Linked DNA regions of Mus musculus: region 1 is linked to region 2. Evidence: chromatin contacts called from public promoter capture Hi-C data. All regions are on one chromosome and are shown on one strand. Each heading gives the region's core, a stretch centred on a gene start, on an enhancer-like site or on the middle of the called end of the contact. The rest is flanking DNA. Distances are from core to core; before and after follow the strand shown. Region 1 holds the start of Zbtb16 (zinc finger and BTB domain containing 16). Region 2 holds the start of Rexo2 (RNA exonuclease 2).

Evidence for each region. Promoter capture Hi-C pulls out the DNA fragments that hold promoters and counts their contacts.
Region 1: a promoter capture Hi-C map of liver shows a contact between it and region 2, with 5 times the contacts expected there. The contact joins the promoter of Zbtb16 here to the promoter of Rexo2 in region 2. A contact is called at or near these places in 9 of 39 promoter capture datasets (the 3T3-L1 cell line, the HPC-7 cell line, HPC-7-derived erythroid cells and 6 more), 3 of 484 Hi-C or Micro-C datasets (the G1E-ER4 cell line and embryonic stem cells), 4 of 115 datasets of contacts at active chromatin or transcription factors (bone marrow-derived macrophages, embryonic hindbrain and embryonic stem cells) and 2 of 9 other capture datasets (adipose tissue and liver).

What each region holds. Positions count from the first base shown.
Region 1 is chr9:48,831,879-48,838,287 of GRCm38.p6, forward strand. It overlaps Zbtb16 (zinc finger and BTB domain containing 16), which reads right to left and starts at 4,347. Exons shown (of 7, transcript NM_001364543.1): 1 at 4,176-4,347; 2 at 1-1,221. The coding sequence starts at 1,132.
Region 2 is chr9:48,478,254-48,484,312 of GRCm38.p6, forward strand. It overlaps Rexo2 (RNA exonuclease 2), which reads right to left and starts at 2,358. Exons shown (of 7, transcript NM_024233.4): 1 at 2,154-2,358; 2 at 1,057-1,140. The coding sequence starts at 2,300.

The DNA of each region.
Region 1 (6,409 bases), core at 3,097-5,596, 360 kb after region 2:
CCTGAGGCAGCAGACCCCCGTAGGTGCTGAAGTCCATGGAGACTGCCAGGGCAGGTTGCACATGGAGACCGGACGTCACTGAAGACGGCATGCTCAACACAGCATCGGCCTTGTGGTTGGGCAGCACCGAGTAGATACCCAAATGCTTCTCCACTGGGGGTGCCAGGGGCTCCTGCCGCCCAGGGGGTCCCTGGCCAGCTTCAACAGGAGGCGAGAGCTGCTCACCACTCTCCTCTCTCCCATAATGCAGCTCTCTGGCACTAGTGATGACACTGCCTCGAGTCGGGGTCCCAGGCCCCTCTTTGCTCCTCTCTTCAAGCTTGTCCCCCATCCCTCCTGAGATGCTAGACTCAGCTGCCCCAGGGCTGTCCTGGCCAGGGGCTTCATCTACCTGCATCATTTCCATCTTCACCTCAGCCACCCCAGGGTGTCGCCCACCCCCTGCCAGTGTGGGCTCCTCAGGCCCTGCAGGTGGCTGAAGAGTTCCTTGCAGGAGTGACTGTCCTATACTCATCAAGCTGTCCACGGCTGCCTTGGTAGGACTCATGGCTGAGAGACCGAAAGAGGTGGAGACTGAGGGGCTCTGGTCCACCATGGGCCCAGGGAGGCTCTGTCCAGCCACACTGGCGTAGCCACTCTCCTCGCTGGAATGCTTCGAGATAAAGATGTTCTTGAGGTATCGAGCCTTACGGTCCTCTTCTTCTTCGCCCCCACCGTCAGCCATGGTGGCCTCTGTGTCATTGTCATCAGATGCCTGGATGGTCTCCAGGATCTTCAGGCACTGCTCCTCCAGGTATTCGATCTCTAAAATCTCAGCTGCATACAGCAGGTCATCCAGGTCCTCCGCCTTGGCTTGCAGTGTGGCCGTGTAGGCGTACTCCAGGATCTGCTGGAAGGTTTTTGGCGAGAGGAAGTCTAGAGTATAGTGCTGGCTGTTTCGGTGGAAGAGGATCTCAAACATCTTGCTGGTGCAGGCTAGCACCGTCCGGTGGGCATGGAACTCCTGGCTGTCCACCATGATGACCACATCGCACAAAGTCCCAGCCAGTCGCATCTGATTGGCCTTGCACAGCAGCCCCGTGGGGTGGCTAGGGTTCTGCAGCTGGATCATCCCCATCTTTGTCAGATCCATGATGCTCCCCTGGGCTCAGGCATGGGGCTCTCTTTCCTTCTCTGCTCTGCAAGGTGGGGCGGTGTAGATGTCGGGGCCAGCAGAGGGGACTGGAGAAGAAGGGAAGAGAAGACAAAAGGGGTGAGCAAGTGACAACAACTTCCCCAGTGTCCCTTATAATAAAAAGTCAAAGGCTACAGTATGCCTCTACCCCAGAAAGAGGCTTGGTTGCGGGGGAGGGGTAGCAGAAGGTGGGTGGGCTTCCTAGGAAGGTACCATCATCCTTTCCAACACGCTGAGAGGAAAAGGAAGGTTTGCGCTTCCCCACACTCTTTCCCCCACTGCTCTGAAGCACGCATCCATCGGATAAAGCGAAATGATGATTGCAATGAATCCTAGGCATTCTTCGAGCCTGAGAGCAGAGCCTTCCTGGATAAGGCCAGTGTCCACCATGAGGCTCACAAACTTACTTAAAAGTAAGAAGCATTCGGCTTTCCTGTCCACCCCTATGGGCAAGCCCTCATCTTCAATGTTTTTCTAGTTCTGGCTCACTGAGACGGCCTTAGGAGACAACCAGATCTAGCCAGGGCTGTTAAACATGATGGTGGTCCCAGATCTGCTGGCCATGAAGCTGTCTTCTCCTAGTCATCCTAGACATGACTCCTCTCCATCATCCAGTGGTTTCTATGGCCTCTGTCCTTGCACGCTTAAGTCAGGGCTGCACAGGATTGGCAGACCCATACTTAGGCTGTGACAAACACACCACACCGCACCCTCCCCCTCACACCCATCACATCACATTCTACCTTAACTCATTTTTAACTACAAGTTCTTTAAAGCTGCTGTATGTGTCCAAGGTGTGTGTGTGTGTGTGTGTGCGCGCGCGTGTGTGCGCGCGCACGTGTGCACAGGTGTGCACACGCGTGAATGTACACCTACATGCAATTATACAAGATGCTACAGCCTCCTCTTTTACCCACAGCCCACAAGCCCCCCAATGGACAGAATGCTCTAAAATGAGAAAGTGGGTAACACCATAGGAGAGTATGTTCCCAACAGCCTTGAGAGTGCACACCAGACTGGATGCCTCCCAGGTGTTGGCAAGCCCAGCGACAAAGAGAAAAACTGACATTGAATATGGTTCTCTAAGTGACATTGGCACCAGCATCTCTGGGGTGAATTAAGCCCAAAAGAAGGGAAGACAGGGCTGGAACACAAAGGCCTCTCCCAGAAAGTGTTCTGGATGACTGAGAGGCTCCCAACTTTGAACAGCCATTGGGACATAGGCAGAAAGACCTAACGGGATAAGGTCCCAACCTCTGTCTCTCTGTAGCCAACATTTCCCACAGCCTGGGGAAGAGGGTGGAGAGAGCTAGGCTCTCAGCCACTCTTCGCAGAGCTTGCCTTCACCCTCGACAGGAGTCTTAAAGACTCTTAGGTGCAAAACTCATGCGGAAAGAGTTAACAATAGTGGCTGGCCACTCTTATTGCCCACCCTAAAGTGGAAACGGAGGGCATCATCAAGAACGGTGAGATATCCATTCCTCAAAAGCTTCATGAGCACGGTGTGCTTTCGGGAGAGAGATCAGAGATTTGGAGAACTAAGGGGGAGAAGCCAAAATAAAGAAGGTTCGCTGCTCAAAGGAACCTTTTGGGCCTTGAGGGAAATCAAGGTGCCCTATCCCTAACCGGCGGCTCCGCACCCGCGATCCGACCGTCCCTAGGTGCAGCGATCAGCCGATTCTGGGCAAAGCCAGCGCTAACCCGCCAGAGCTCCGAGGATCGATGGTGCAACACACCCCTTGTTCCCAGAGACCCCCGCCGAGACTTGCATAGGACTTTGGCAAACTTGGGAAAGCAACTTTTCCCCAGGAGTCAGGTGCCTGGAAGAAAGGGAACAGAACTAAGAAAGGGGGAAAGCGAAAGAGCCTGGGGAAAGGAGAAGGTCCGAGCGGGCTGGACGCCGCTGCTAGGCCGGCCCGGCAGCGCAACCCCCCCAGGGGAGAAAAGGATGCACAAAAGCCTGGAGGCGAGTGGTGGGAGGCCAAATGAGAAGAGATCTCTGGGTCCTCCACCTTCCACCCAAGATCACGATCCCCGGGAAGTCACCAGCAGGGTCCCCGGCCTCCCGCACCAGCTGCCGGCGTGCCCGAGTCAAACACGCTGGGAGCGTGGCGGGGAGGAGGCGAGCTGGTTGCAGCGGTGCGCTCCTGTGCATTCCGGTGGGGTCCGCAGGCTGGCAGGATCGTGCGCATTTCGAGCGCGTGCGGGAGCGTGCGAGGGGCTGGGCAAGCTTGCAGCGCGCCAGGGTGGGAAAGACATCCCGAATGCATCAGGTGCAGAGCCGGGAACCCACCGTGCGCGGCCGGGAGCGCACAGCGAGCTCCCGCTCCACCGGCCGTTCCCACCGAGAGCCGAGGAGGACTCGGAGCGCCAGAGTCTCTCCGAAGCGTCCCTCTCTCCTTAAAAGAGGGCATCAAGTCCAATCAAAAAAAGAAGAAAAAAATCCCACCACGTTTTCTCTAAAGAAAACAAAACCCGATCGGATACCAGTCCCCTCCCACCCGACCCCCAGGTTCACTCCTTGCTTCCTCCGGGTCTAGCTCCCCAGCTCGCCAGCGAATAAACACAAATAAATAAGACACAATCCTATCTCACGCCAAGCGCACCGGTCCGCATACATATGAGCACCCACAGGCTCTCTGCTCCTCCGCCAGCCCTTGCCTGTACAAAGACACCCAGTCCCCGACTACACGCGCCCGCAGCCCTGGCAGACCTCCCGGCCTGCCACCTCTCACCCGGACCGGACCGTGCCCGGAGAAGAAAGGTTGGTGAGGCAGCTGTGCCCAAGCTGACAGCCTCAGCGCCGCTTTCTAGCTGACCCCCAACGGGCACTGGCGATCGCTGCTGCAGCAGCAACCAGAGAACCCCGCACGAGCCCAGCGGCCGAGTGGCCAAAGCTAGCACCACCCGCCTAAACCTCTCCCGCCCCAGGGCGCCCTGGCGGGAGGCGGTCGCTGGGCGGTGCGAGTCCTTCCCGGGTTTCCTACACACATACACTTACCGCTTACGGAGCCTGGAGCTTGGGGTGGGTGTGCGTGCCTGGGGGGTTAGGGGTGTGCCTGGATCGGGGAAGGGGTGTTGCTGGGGAACTGTTGCTCCGGATCTCACGGCGGCAGCGGCGGCATCGCCCGGCAGTTCGCAGTACCCGCTCTCGTCACCCTTAACTCCTCTCTGCCGCTAGGTTAGCAAATCACCACCGGCTGCGGCGCCTCCGCCGCGTCCCACGTCAACGCCGAGCCCCCTCCCCTGCGAGGCCCCGGCGCCTCTCCATCTTTAGTGCTGGCGGCCGAGCCCGGCTCCCTGCCCACAGCTGCCCCCTCCCCTCCCCCTGGCCGGTCCTGGCCCGCCCACCCCGCCCCACCCCCGCCCTGGCAGAGCCCGTGCGCTCTCCCAGCCCTGCCCTCCCTTCCCGGGCGCTCCCCTCCCTTCCCAGCGCTCGGCGCTCCGGGCTTCTCCTGACATCTAGCTGCTGCCCCGGCGGCAGCGGCTGCTGCTCGTTGGCTAGGTGGAGAGGGCAAAAGGTTGCAAAGGAAGAGGAGCCGCAGAGGACCTGGCAGTCCCCAAGGGGTCAGAAGGATGAGTGGGAGAAGCGGTTCCCACTTTAGCCCCAGGTTTTTTCATTTCCACTGGGCATGCGGTGTATCCCGCGCCCCTAACTCCCCCAACTCCAGTACTCAAGAGCGCAGTTTTGTCCCGTTTTTTATTATTTGCACCAGTTCAGTGTGTGGCTTCTAGCTTTTCACTTTTTCTCAGGATTCGGATCGCATCCTCCCTTACCCTAGCTTTAAATGGGTCGTTTCCCAAGTCCCAAACCAGGCCTCTGATGCCTGACCACAGGAGTTCGCCGGATTTGGCCAGATAAATCTAAAGGGGCCAGTAGAAATCTGGTAGGAGGCAGCACCTCGATTTTGCTATCTAGATTGTTGCACACTGAGATGCGAAGGCCTGAGTAGTAATACTTTCTCACTCCTAATCTCGGGCATCCTCCCCGCCCGCACGCCCCCCCCCATCTTCCCCGGCCCCAGGAACCTGGATGGAAAGTTCTGAAGATTCTGCGCCTAACTCAGCTCTGCCTTCAGGAGCTACTGGAAGCTTGGAAGAGCGCTGGGCCGCTCCAGAGTACTTTCTTCCCTCAGCGGCTGGACCATTTTAAAGGGCGTACTTGAGATGACAAACCGTAGGGTAGAAAGACCAAAGGAAAAAAAATATTCCTTCTACCCGCGGAAAGCACCGTCTCCTCCTTTGCACACGAAGCTAGGCAGGGAATTGAGGTTGGAGGGTTCTTTTCTGAGCACTGGCCTCCGGCCAAAGCCCCAGCGCAGTGTTATTGGGGGTGTGGTGGAGAGCGCCACCCAGGGGTCTCAGAAAAGTCACCCACACAGCCCCACCCTCCAGTCCTAAGGTATTAGTTCCAGGCTTCAGTTTAGGGGTGCTGTGTTCTTGGCTTACCGCGGATCTCCCACAGGACCCACAGAATCGTATCTTGATTCCCCAGGAGCTAAAGGAGAAGGAAAGTGGGCGGTGAATGGAGACAAAAAAACCCACGAAGACCAGGTGGCAGAGCTTACACAAGATCTGCACGGGGGTCTGCTAACGTGGTGGTCATTTATAATAACAAGGCATCCTAACAATTGACACTCCCAGGTCTCAGATTAGCAGTGGGAGAGAGAAGTCCGCAGAACCGAGCACTGGGAAGCAAAGGAAGAAAACTACAATTGAGTTACCCTCTCATAGGCAGTGTCATGTGGGTGAGACAAGGCGAAACCCCCCTACCCCAGTCAGTTGGTATACAACAAAAAACACCTTGTGTAAAGGCTACCTGATTCTTTCAAGTTAAGGCGAACCCTCTGTAAGAAGTAGGGGATTTGAGGACGTTAAGAAGGAACTGCCATCTATAAAGAAAGCAAGAGTGGATGAGCAGAAGGGAACAGGAAAAACACACACCCCCCTGCCGTGAATGCCTGGCCATGGGAATGGAGCATTGAGCTTGTTGAGTTCCTGTCTAAAGAAGGCTTGCTATCTAGGGTCCACATCCACCTACCACCCTCTCTCCAGCAGTCACCGGAGAGGCACACGATTAACCTCTGATCCTATTCTACCATTAATCCTCAAATCAGAGAAAGAGAATCCGTAGACACAATGGAAACGAAAGAACAATTCCTTGCCTGGCCCTGGCCTCCCCCCCAACCCCAGCCATACTCACTCTATGTGAAAATCTCCCTTGCTTCATAAACT
Region 2 (6,059 bases), core at 1,108-3,607:
ACGCTTCACGGGTGCTTAAACGCAAGTGCCAACAGGTCTATTCTATTTGTTCTGCTAAAGGTTTCAGTTAAAGGCAGCATTTAACAGAGTGATAAAAATCACCGTGAGCACACATTCTAAAAGTGTGTCTATAGATGTTCTAAAACCCTAACACAGAGGTGCAAGAACCACACAGTCTAGCTGAGAAGGCAACGGCCACCTGGGACAATGGGTGTCATCTGGGAGGAGTCACCCAGTTCAGACGGAAACGTCATTGGTCTGTAAGGAACGCATACGGATACTTTTTTTTTCCTTAACATTCCCTAACCAACATGGTGTAAACACTACTTTAAACACTACTTACACGCACCAACGTCGTATCAGGTATTCTATTGGGAGCACAAGAATGACACCAGGCAATCTAGAGGTGATTCAAAGTACATGAGAAATACTGCATCTCCTTCCAGGATACAGGGGAATGAGATTTAGGTATCTACAGAGGAATCCTGGAACCAACCCCTGATGGAGTGGTATAAGGGGGACTATATATGGAATTAAAGCCGAAGGTAGGACATAGAGATGGGAAACTCTGTCGGGGGACACCAAGCTTGATGAGGACCCAGCTGGCTGGATACTGGTGGGAACACTTGAGACTGCCTGTGTTTAGAGAGTAGTTTAACCAGCTTCCCCAATACCTAGCCAAATGCTCTTGAGCAAGTCCCCCAAATCTCTTGTAACCCAATATCTTCCGGTGGACAATGAACATCATTAACAGAGCCTATCTTATCATCATGAGGACTAAGAATACACGTGTAAACCCTGCAGAACTGTTGTAGCCTTGGGGGAGGGGGAGTTCTGTCAATTTCAACTGAAAACTTAATCCGGTTATGAAGTGGATTATGTTGGTTCCAATACCAACTCTAACATATTATATTACATTGTCCTAGTAATATAGCACTGGGCCTTAATCTACACAGACCTCAATCTGCTACGTTTTTCAGTGAGATCAGATGAAGGCACCTTTAGATCCCCAATGCCCTTTAAGTGGTATGAATGTATTTACACGGCATCACCTACTTCAGCCAAAATGTTAAGATCAGAGTCAGTTATCAGGCAGGCCATCTCAATAATCTGATCCTTCTCAATATCCAATCCTGTCATCTGTAAAACATAAATAAACAAGCATATAACAAACACATGAAACCACCTTTTGTTTTGTTTTGTTTTTGTTTTATTTTTTTGAGACAGGGTTTCTCTGTGTAGCCCTGGCTGTCCTGGAACTCACTCTGTAGACCAGGCTGGCCTCGAACTCAGAAATCCACCTGCCTCTGCCTCCCAAGTGCTAGGATTAAAGGCGTGCTGCCCAAGTTTACTTGACAGAGATTCCTTTGTGTGGACCCAGCTCACATTCTATGACCAGTAATGGTCTGGGCAGTACTCAGGGTATTAAGTTCTGAGTGCTCAGAGACTGCTAAAGGCACTTCCTGCGGGCGGGCCAGCTACTGTCAAACACATTTGTCCTGGGAACAGACTCAAAATAAGCAGGATGAAAACTTGACTACAGAAAAGTGAGCTCACGAACGTTACCTCTCGGAGGTTTACAATGGTTTCCGAAGTTTTCCCAACAACAACAACAACAAAAAAAGTTAACAAATGAACTCAGTTCGTAAGCAGAAAACTGGAGTTCAAGAGAGGCCTAGGTATGAATGCGTTAAAACTAAAATGGGTAACCTGAATCTTCCAATGGGGCCTCAATTTTCTCTTTTATGGAATGAGGGGTAAGGCTGAGTCATCTCCTGAGTCCTAGCTTAAGCAACCTAGTCTTTTAAGGCTAGGAGGTGGGGACGGAGCAGGGCTCAGAGTCGCTGCCCCAACTCTCACCCACGATCCTCAGAGTCACTAACGCGTAACACAAATTCACTTCTGGGTGGAGGTCGAGGCTAGGGAGAGGGGAGACACATGGACGGCTCCACCCAGATGGAAAGAAACCCCACAGTCCAGGGACAGTCCCAGACCCCGCAAAAACTCTTGACTCGGGGCTCCTGGGGCCGTGCTCACCTGTCGCACCTGACACCCAGATCCCTGCTGCTTCCCGGGACAGGGGAGTCCCTCGGTCCCACGCGCGAATCTGCGCTCGCCTCCCCGCACCCTCCTCGCCCCGGCCGCACTCTCACCTCCAGGTCCACCCAGACCATTCGCTGAGCCATGCTCTCCCCTGCCGCCATGGCTGCGCTACCTTCGCTGACACCTCGCGCCCCGAACTGCCCGCGCCTGCCACCCACGCCCCGCAACAGCCTGGCGCCCAGGGATACGCCTAGCATCACCCGGCACGAGCCGCCACGGCCCCAGCCCCGCCGGCCCAGCGCGCGCAGGCGCCACAGTCGCTAAACGTCGCAAACCCACGGGGAGGTGCCGGGAGAAGACTACAAGCCCCGGCATGCGAGGCGTCGGCTCGCCCTCCACAGCTACTCTCGGCTGCCGAAAGGGCTGATGGGAGTAGGAGTCCTTGGTCCAGCCTCCTGCTCCCCTCCCCCGCCACGTGTTTTCGGATGTTAAGGGACTTGCTAGTATTTCACCGCTAAAGTTTGTCTGTTTCCAGGAGATATCATTCCTGAGTTTTTATTAGTTCTAAGCTGCGAAGTTGAAGAGGCTTTACTTTGAAAAATATGGTTATATGTTTAAGAATTGTTTTAAATCTACCTTTTCCTTACTGCTACCTCCCTCAGTTTTTCTTTTTTTTTTTTTTTTTACCTGCCCCTCCCTTCCGCGTATTGAGTATATTTCTTATTTACTTGGAATCCGAGTGACGTGCTCTTTTGAGCTACAAGGCCAATTCCGCCATCACCGTTTAGGAGTCCTTAAATGGTCTCTTTTCTGAAAGATGACTTCGCACATATCAGGTGTTCCATAAATGTTCCTTTCCCATTATTGGCAGAAGCCTTGTCTCGTTTTCTAGGATGCCAGGACGTGTAGGCTGTGTTTCGGTTGTTAGATCGTATACTATTCTACCTTTTGCAGCCCACTAAAGAGAGTTGGAATAGCTCTGCCTGCTCTGTCCTGCGCTCTGCCTTTGCCGATCGCTCTGGTTTTAATAGACGGGTCCTTAATCTCCCACAATAGATACGGTTTTCATCACCTACGCTCGAAGGGGCCTCTGCGGAGATCTTATATTTTAGCTCAGTAGCAAACGCCTCTGCAAAGGGCAATTTTGTCACAAACGTGCTCAGTCTTGAATCACATACTCTGTGTCTTTTTCTGAAAGCTGTGTTGCCAGTAATTACAGAGCTTGTGGTTGGTGGCATAGTTATTCCTACCCGGTGAGCTGGTTTTGTGAGACAAACATTGTTGCCTAATCAAAGCTTTAAGGATGCTGCAACCTACAAGTGGATTTCAGCTACTCCACCGGTGACCTGCCAAGCTTGGCCAGAGAAACGGAAAAAATCATGGAAACGGGTGTCAAATTACATGTTCAATTTTACTGCAGAATGGGTATGTATATTATAACGGCATTACCTAGTAGAACATACTGTTAAGTTTGTAATCATTTGTGGCCCTACTCATAGGAAGGAGAACTCTATTGTAGCATTGAAACTTTTTTTTTAAGACAAAGAGACACACTACAGAACCCAAGCTGGCCTGGAATTCTGCCTCCCAAGTACTAGGATTAAAAGTGTGCAACACCACACCTGGCTATATAGGAATTTGAATCCGCTGGGCTTATTCTCAGTATTACTTCTTTACATTTTGAAAGGATAACATCCTTAGGCTGGAGAGATGGCTCAAAGGTTAAGTAAGAGTACTTGCTGCTCTTGCAGGGGATTGAACTTCAGCTCCGAGGGATTGTGTTGCCCTCTTCAAACCTTAGTGGGCACCAGTAAACACACATACACACACGTACACACACATACACACTGCACAAATAGAGATCTTTTTTTTATTACACCTTTGGTGGTGGTATTTAACAATTTATATCCTGAAAAACCACACCCATGATTTTTTTTTAACAATGAATGGTTACATTTAACAATGAAAAATTATAGCTATGTAAATAGCCACAGGGAACCCTATCTCAAAAATAAACAGAAACTATGTGTGGGAGTTTTAGAACCTTTCACGTTTATTCAGCTAAGGTAATGTGTTCTGTTACAATGATAAGTACAGATTTAGTGTTCTTACCATAAATAAAACAGTTATTTTCCCTAAATTCTAAAGAAATTGCAAAACAGAAAATGGTAAAAGAAACTAGATATAGATTTATGCACAGTTTTGCCAAAACAAAGAGTGTGAGTAAGTGTGCTAATGTCTTCCCACCATATCTATGACCATTTTAGACTTGCAGAAAGCAGCTGTGTGACAAAGGCTAGAATATTGTGACTTTAGCTGAGACACGTCCTTTCCTGGGGAGGAGGAGTCATGACCTATAAGTTGTACCCACTGTCTCTGTTTTCTGCTACAGAAACAGTTTTGGTTTCCGTCTGGTTTATATTTGGTTGTTTGAAACAGGGTCTCACTCATGCAGTGCAGGCTGACCTCAAACCCGTGACAGTCTTCCTACCTTCCAAGTTTAGGGATTAGTTATGATATAACATGTTTGGCTCTAGAATTTTTTTAAATTAATATTTCCCCCACATCCATTATTAAATAAAATAAGCCTTTAAAAAAAAAAGAAAGTATCCTCAGAGCACATCTGTATATGTGGCCACTGAGGTTTTTATGAAATCTGAACTGCATTTATGTCAACTCAGTTTACAAACACATACCAAGTACTTAGCTTGTACAGAGCACTCTACCATGAAGCTTTGGGATTTGGATCTGGAAGTCCGTCAAAGGCCAGAGTGTTGTAAGGATTGGCCCCATCATCGTGTTGACAGCTTGTGAAAACTTTGAAAGGTAGGGCCTCGTGACAGGTCTTCCAGTCATTAGATGCATGCTCTTGAAGGGGGACTGTGATCCTCCACTCCTCCCTCCCTCCTGCCCTGTTTCGTCGCAGCCATCGAGTCTGTAGAGCTTGGCTCCATTGCATACTCCCTGCCAATATGCACCACCCTACCACAGGCCCAACAGCAGTGACTCCGCCTGACCATAGACTTAAACCTCTAAAACCCAAGTGCCTAAAAGAAGTCGTTCTTCACCACTGGTTGATTGTCTTTGGTGATTTGTTACTCTAATGGGAAACCAACACAAATGCTAAAGATCCTACCAACTTACCAAGTGTGATGGTTTGTATATTCTTGGACCAGGGAGTGGCACCATTTGGAGGTGTGACCTGGTTGGAATAGGTGTGTCACTGTGGGTGTGGGCTTAAGATCCTCACCCTAGTTGCCTGGAAGTCAGTCTTCCACTAGCAGCTTTTGGATGAAGATGTAGAACTCTCAGCTCTGCCTGCGCCATGCCTGTTCCCATCTTGATGATAATGGACTGAACCTCTGAACCAGTAAACCAGCCCCAATTAAATGTTGACCTTAATAAGAGTAGTTTTGGCAAAGTTAGTTAATGCTCATTATACAGGACACAGGAAATACTCAACATATTAAAGTAGGGGTTCATGTGTTTGTTTGCTTTTAAGGGTTTTGGAGAGGTTGTTGGAGAGCCAGGTTATGTCAGCCCACAGTTCAGTAAATAATACAGCCCTTCCTGGCAGGGAGGTCCTGGTGTCAGGAGCTTGAGGCAGCTGCTCAAGTTGTATGCAAACTCAGAAAGCAGAGACTGGTGAATCTAATGTGGTTTGAAGTTCTAAAATTTGGGCACATTATTTTGTATTTGGAACTTTTTCTTTGATAGGGAAGGAAGTGACTACTTTCCCATCTGTGAAACATGTTAGTAAGGAGATAATGGAACAAATGGGGGGAAAAAAGCCTGTCTTCGCCACCGAGTTATCACACCCCCATCCCCATTTCTGAGGCAAAGAACATTATGCTTGTTTGTTTTTCTAAAGGACAGTGTAATGTACACTGATGTCAAGATAAAGCAAGATAATAAGGCATGTAAAGATTTTTTTTAATTATACAAATTTGCTGAAGGCATTTTTTGCCAGATACACAAAAATTGCATTCAAAGAATCACAACTCTGGGCTGGAGAA